Regions from separate parts of the Xenopus tropicalis genome. Here region 2 is linked to region 1. The links are chromatin contacts, called in public Hi-C maps. All regions are on one chromosome and are shown on one strand. The core of a region is the stretch at or near the end of the contact, and the rest is flanking DNA. Distances in the headings are between cores, read along the strand shown. Region 1 holds the start of rasl10a (RAS like family 10 member A). Region 2 has its middle 7.1 kb from the start of emid1.

Region 1 (2,747 bases), core at 128-2,627:
CTGGGCCAGTGTATTCTGCAATAACAAGAAGCCCAGACGTTGCTGATGAAACCCAGTCCCACAACATGAGTACTAGTGGTGTTTTGTGACTTTTTACCAGCCCCCCCCCCCTTGCTGGTTCATGGTGACACAACAATGCTAAGTGCATGTGGGGGCAGGACACCTGTCACTCTTGCTGCTGCTGCTGCTGCTGTAGTCATGTTGCTGTTGCCTACTATCAGTAAACTTAAGTGTAGGTATGGTGAGTTATGGGCAGTGTTACATTTGTATCACAGATATGATTTTTGACCAAAATGCTTTGTATTGTTCCCAATGAGCTGCATGCATACTTACCGTACATCCCAACAGGATAACGCATGCTTTTCCACAGCTGTGTTGTGTCACTGTCCAATACAGGCAGCTGTACAGCACCAACCATCATTGAAATAAAGGGCCTTTACCCCAAACTGTGGAGTATAAGTTGAATTTTTTTTTATTTTTTTTAATTTCATTGTTTGTTATATCTTATATCCAAATCTCTCCTTGCCCCTAGTTGAGTTGCCCTATGCAAGAGCTTGTCTGTTGTGTGTCTAACATAAATATGGACTGCCACATTACCAAGCATGGGGGTGGGACAAAGACAACTCATTAGCAGGGGTAGTGCCTGAGACTGGCACATATATTTAGCAGAAGAAAATACAAAGAATGATTCTCAAGCACAAAGTAACCCATGCCAGTTTACAAACAACTTTAGAGATAATAGGGATTATAGATATATAGTTCTGTACCACATTTAGGAAAGGGGAGAGTAGTTATTGAGCAAAGGTGAGGGGAGATAGTTGGGAATTTGGCAGATCTGTGCTCCCAGAGAGCCGAAAGCATTTCGTCTCTCTATATTGCTTATATGGTGTATGTATAAAGGTGGGTGCTGCACTACTGATTGTTCTGGCAAAGGCCATTTCCATTAACATCATTGGAAAAGCCGAATGCACCGTGAGCCTGGAGCTAGGCTGCTGTTTGGAGATGTCTATAGACAATCAATAATTGGAGAATGTTAATCCCTTACTGACAGTCTTGTCCCTTATAGCCGTATAGAAACATGACGTGAAAGAAACGATTATAGGAGATCGCTCCCCCCATCACATATTTAATATCAGCTCGACACAAAGCAATGGTATGCGGGGCCAAGGAACGGAGTTATGTAACCCAGCTCTGCTTGACCCCGCTGTCATTGGAGTGCATTGAGGCTCCGATATTGCGCTTAGTATACCCCCCCACCCCGGGAAGGAGGAGACGGGTAACTCATTTGTATTCCGCAGCGGTTGCGCTAGGATGGCGCTGGGCTCACTAGTGAGGGGGAGGGGACAGAGCTCTGGTTTGGCTGTCGCTCTCCTTGGTGCTAAAGGTACTGTATTTGCGGCTGCTTCCTACCTGGGGTTCCGCTCACAGGAGGTAAGTAGCGCCACTCTTCCTGAAGGAATTAGGGGGTAGGAGCTGGGTGCTTTCCCGCTAGATGGAATGGGGGAACCTGTAAGCCTTTGGCTTTGATTTCTGTCACGTGACTGTAAGTTTCGCGCTGGCAGAGAGAGGCTCCTGTTAGTAGGTTGGATTTTCCGCTTTTTGGAATAATTGCGGCTGGTATCCGTAATACAGGACTGAGCCATGACTTTCTCTCAACTACTTTCTGCCTTTGTTACTGTTGTGTTCTGCGGAGAAGCTTGCAACGATGTGACCTTCAAAAAGGGGCTGTGCCTGCATCTTTATTGCTGTCATGTTGTACAAAGATGCTAATGTCCCATATCCACCCCCAGCCCCCCTGACAATCTAATACTGAGAGTGCATGCAAACATCCCTAGTAATCCAGTCACTCACAATAACAACCCTTATGCCCCAGAACCATGACATGAAATGGTATAGTGTTGCCTGGTATCCCCTGCCATCCCTGGTGTTTGTGCCCAAAGTCACTATATAGGATTCCCAGATATTGAATTCACTTTAATACTTTCTTTTATTGCATTTTGTTCATGTTATTATATATTGGACCTAGAGACGCCAGAATGATCCTGCCCCATGACCTGCAGACCCTAAGATAAAGAAAGCTCCTGCCTAGAGTGGGCCAGAACCATTGATGATTACTTGAAAGTGCTGCTAAGTTGAGGTGACCATGGTGTCGACAGTGCAGGTGGCAGTGCTAGGGGCGCCAGGAGTTGGAAAGACCTCCATTGTTCGGCGTTTTGTGGCCCAGGAATTCCCGGAGGAATATATCCCAACAGAACACAGGGAACTGCATCGAGCCTCTGCTGTCCTGAGTGGAAGACTGTATGAACTGCATATTCTGGATGTGCCCAACATGCAGAGATACCCAGGAACCGCAGGGCAGGTAGGGCATCTCTCCAAATAATCTTTGGTCATCTATATTGTACATTGTACAGCTTGCCTTTGTATATTGTCTTATAATTCAGCTTTTTGGGTGAACTTATCAAATTTGGTGCAAACTGGGATTTAATGCAATAGCTCATATGCAAAATCTTTATTATAGGGGTGTTTCAGCTTCAGGTTTACTTTTAATATGTTATAGAATGGCCTATTCTTAGGTTAGGGATACACAGAATCCACTATTTTGGGATTCAGCCAAACCCTGAATCCTTCCTAAAAGGTTTGGCTGCATACCAAACCAAATCCGAATCCTAATTTACAAATGCAGGTTAGGCTAAGGAAGGGTTAAAGAAAAAAAAAAAATCAATGTCCATGTGTATATGAAGAAAAAT
Region 2 (2,700 bases), core at 130-2,629, 120 kb after region 1:
GCACTATTGAGACAACTGAAGGTATGCCTGCAGCTTGAGATTAACTCTTTATTAGCCTTTCCTTCTCCTTTAAATATGAAGAACACAGCATCTGCAGTGGGGCTCATACACCAGTGATGGTTAAAATTTGCACCTGGGCCAACCTGTGAAAATAGCTGCAGAAGGAACACTAAAAAGCTAACACTGGTTAGTACCCTGTTGCAAATTAACCATTGAGTTAATAAGCCCCCTCTCTCTTCAACCCTTGAAACATTTTTGCATTCAGCAGTTTCACATAAAGTTCCTTGAGAATTAGATTATGCATTTCGATTCTGATTTCCTTCTAAGGGCTGTGGCAGATGGGGAGATTAGTCGCCCGCAACTAATCTACCCGATATGCCATCCCACAGACTTAAATGTAAATCATCAGTGGGATGGCATATGCGGTGCTGTGATTTCCCGAAATTGTGCAAGTTGCCTTAAGAGGAAACTTAAAGCAACAGTAACACCAAAAAATGGAAGTGTATAAAAGTAATGACAATATAATGTACTGTTGCCCTGCACTGGTACAACTGGTGTGTTTGCCTCAGAAAGACTACTATAGTTTATATAAGTAAGCAGCTGTGTAGCCATGGGGCAGCCATTCAAAGGAGAAAAGGCACAGGTTACTTAGCAGATAACGGATAAACCCCCATTATATGGGGTTATATACTAGTTATCTGCTATGTAACCTGTGCCTTTTCTCCTTTTTTCCAGCTTGAATGGCTGCCCCCATGGTTACACAGCAGCTTATTTATATAGTAGCTTTTCTGTAGCAAAAAAACACCAGTTTTTGCAGAGCAACAGCACATAATATTTTAATTACTTTAAAACGCTTTAATTTTTTGATGTTACTGTTCCTTTAAGAGGTGCCACATCACTGCCATCCCACTGGCAATTTACATTCTAGCCGGTGGGATGGCATATTAGTCGCCCGCGACAAGGGAGATTTGTCGCGGGTGACTAATCTCCTCATCTGCCACAGCCCTTAGGTGGAAAATATAGTTCTATAGGCTTTTATATTAGATAAGTTTGAAAGGAGCGTGTCAAAATCTTTTATCACCCCTTTTCTGATCTATATAATATCAAACACCGCTCTACATATGCAGGAGGGCAATTCACAGTCCAACTTCCTGGTAAGTTTAAGGGTCCCAAGTTATGCCTCTGTCTTGTGGTTCTTATTTTAATCTTTAATCTATTTTAATTAATGGGAGGTAGCAGGGGCAGTACAGGACAGGCTGGCAGTAGTAACAAATAGTCATACAAATTAGTGCAGGTTTTGCCAGTATCCAAGGCAAGCCAGAGTGTCCATTTTGTTAGTGCAAAGAACACAACAAAAGGCCTTCCATACTCTGACAGTGTCATATATAGACATGTAAAGCATCATGACAATGGAAGAGCTAACTCATTATCAAGTAAATAGAGGAGCAATTGTCGACAAGTGTTAAAACTATACACAAAAGGACAGGGAGGGAAGGAGGTCATTCATTCAGCATCACAAACAAAACTGCTCTATGAGCTTGCCCACAGGAGAGCTTTGTATGTCTCAGATAAAAGCAAAGTGCATATATCAGGTTTACGAACTGCCAGCCCCTTTTTTTAATATAACGATCAACTAATGTAATTTATCTTATAATTTTGTAAAGTTACACTGGATAAATAATGGGAATATAATGTGCTTTGAGTCTGTACTGCAGGATCCGGTCATTGTTGTCAAGTACTGTCATTGTTGCATATTGTTGCATGTACATGCAGCCTTCTGAAATATGAGAGCATATATCATTTTGCTGGGTGGGGTGCTCAATGACTGGCATGACCAAGCCTTGGGTCATAAGGTTTATTTAATATTTCTGATGCAAGTGCAACAGCCCTGAGAGGTGCAACATTGCTCCCACAAGTGTCCATGCACAGAGCACTTGCATGCAGGGCAATGACTATGCGCTGCACCTTGCACAAAATGAAATGTTTGGCACAAGATGCAGAGTGCAGTGCTGTTAAGCACAAGGCAACTAAGTACAAAATGGGTACCTTAGGCAGACAGCAGCTATATGTCTCTCCTATTCCTTGCACCCCTTGGTACTCCCTAGCTTTTGAGTCTAAATAATGCACTATGGGATATGATGGGGGCAACTACATCCTTCCCACCAGAAGCCGTGTGTTCAGAAGCCCATTTGAATCGGAAAATTATAACAGCAATTAAGTTCATGGTGGGTGCACATGCCCAACATCCTTCCAACAGTTTACTCCAAAATATAGATATCGGACTGCACTCCACTCAAAATAAAAGCCTATATTTTACATCAAGGACTATAGTCATGTTTCCAACCTCTCCCAGCTCTTTTTTTGAGTGCAAAGCATTGTACATTTAGGAAAGAGAATCTTTAAGGGGCATGATACAAAAGTGCTTTGACCAGCAGTAATAAATTAGTCTTTAGTTGAAAATGACAGTCACTTTCACAAATACCATACTAATGCGCATATTTTAAACCATAAACACACAACTGTTCTTTCAGTTTTACAGCATTCCACACACAGAGAAAAAAACACACTCAGCTATTTCCTACAAATAGGAGTATTGTTCCGTTAGTCCGTCATTGTCAAAAAGCACAGCGGTCCCTCCCTTAGCCTGTCACAATGACACACATACAGAACAGGGTTATCAAACTCAGTATCACAGACACA

What was found. Hi-C and Micro-C count contacts between places; a contact is called where the count stands out from the background.
Region 2: a contact with region 1 is called in a Hi-C map of gastrula embryo, with 2.6 times the contacts expected there. The contact joins the enhancer-like site here to the promoter of rasl10a in region 1. A contact is called at or near these places in 2 of 5 Hi-C or Micro-C datasets (brain and gastrula embryo).

What each region holds. Positions count from the first base shown.
Region 1 is chr1:144,895,930-144,898,676 of UCB_Xtro_10.0, forward strand. rasl10a (RAS like family 10 member A) reads left to right here and starts at 1,378. Exons shown (of 4, transcript NM_001005037.1): 1 at 1,378-1,431; 2 at 2,029-2,359. The coding sequence starts at 2,144.
Region 2 is chr1:145,012,857-145,015,556 of UCB_Xtro_10.0, forward strand. No RefSeq gene overlaps it. Among named protein-coding and RNA genes, the nearest start is that of emid1, 7.1 kb to the left of the region's middle. Within about 2 kb of position 1,380, at least 4 of the 11 cell types and tissues checked have an H3K27ac peak or open chromatin away from gene starts, as enhancers often do. A contact at or near this core is called in gastrula embryo, where this site is marked.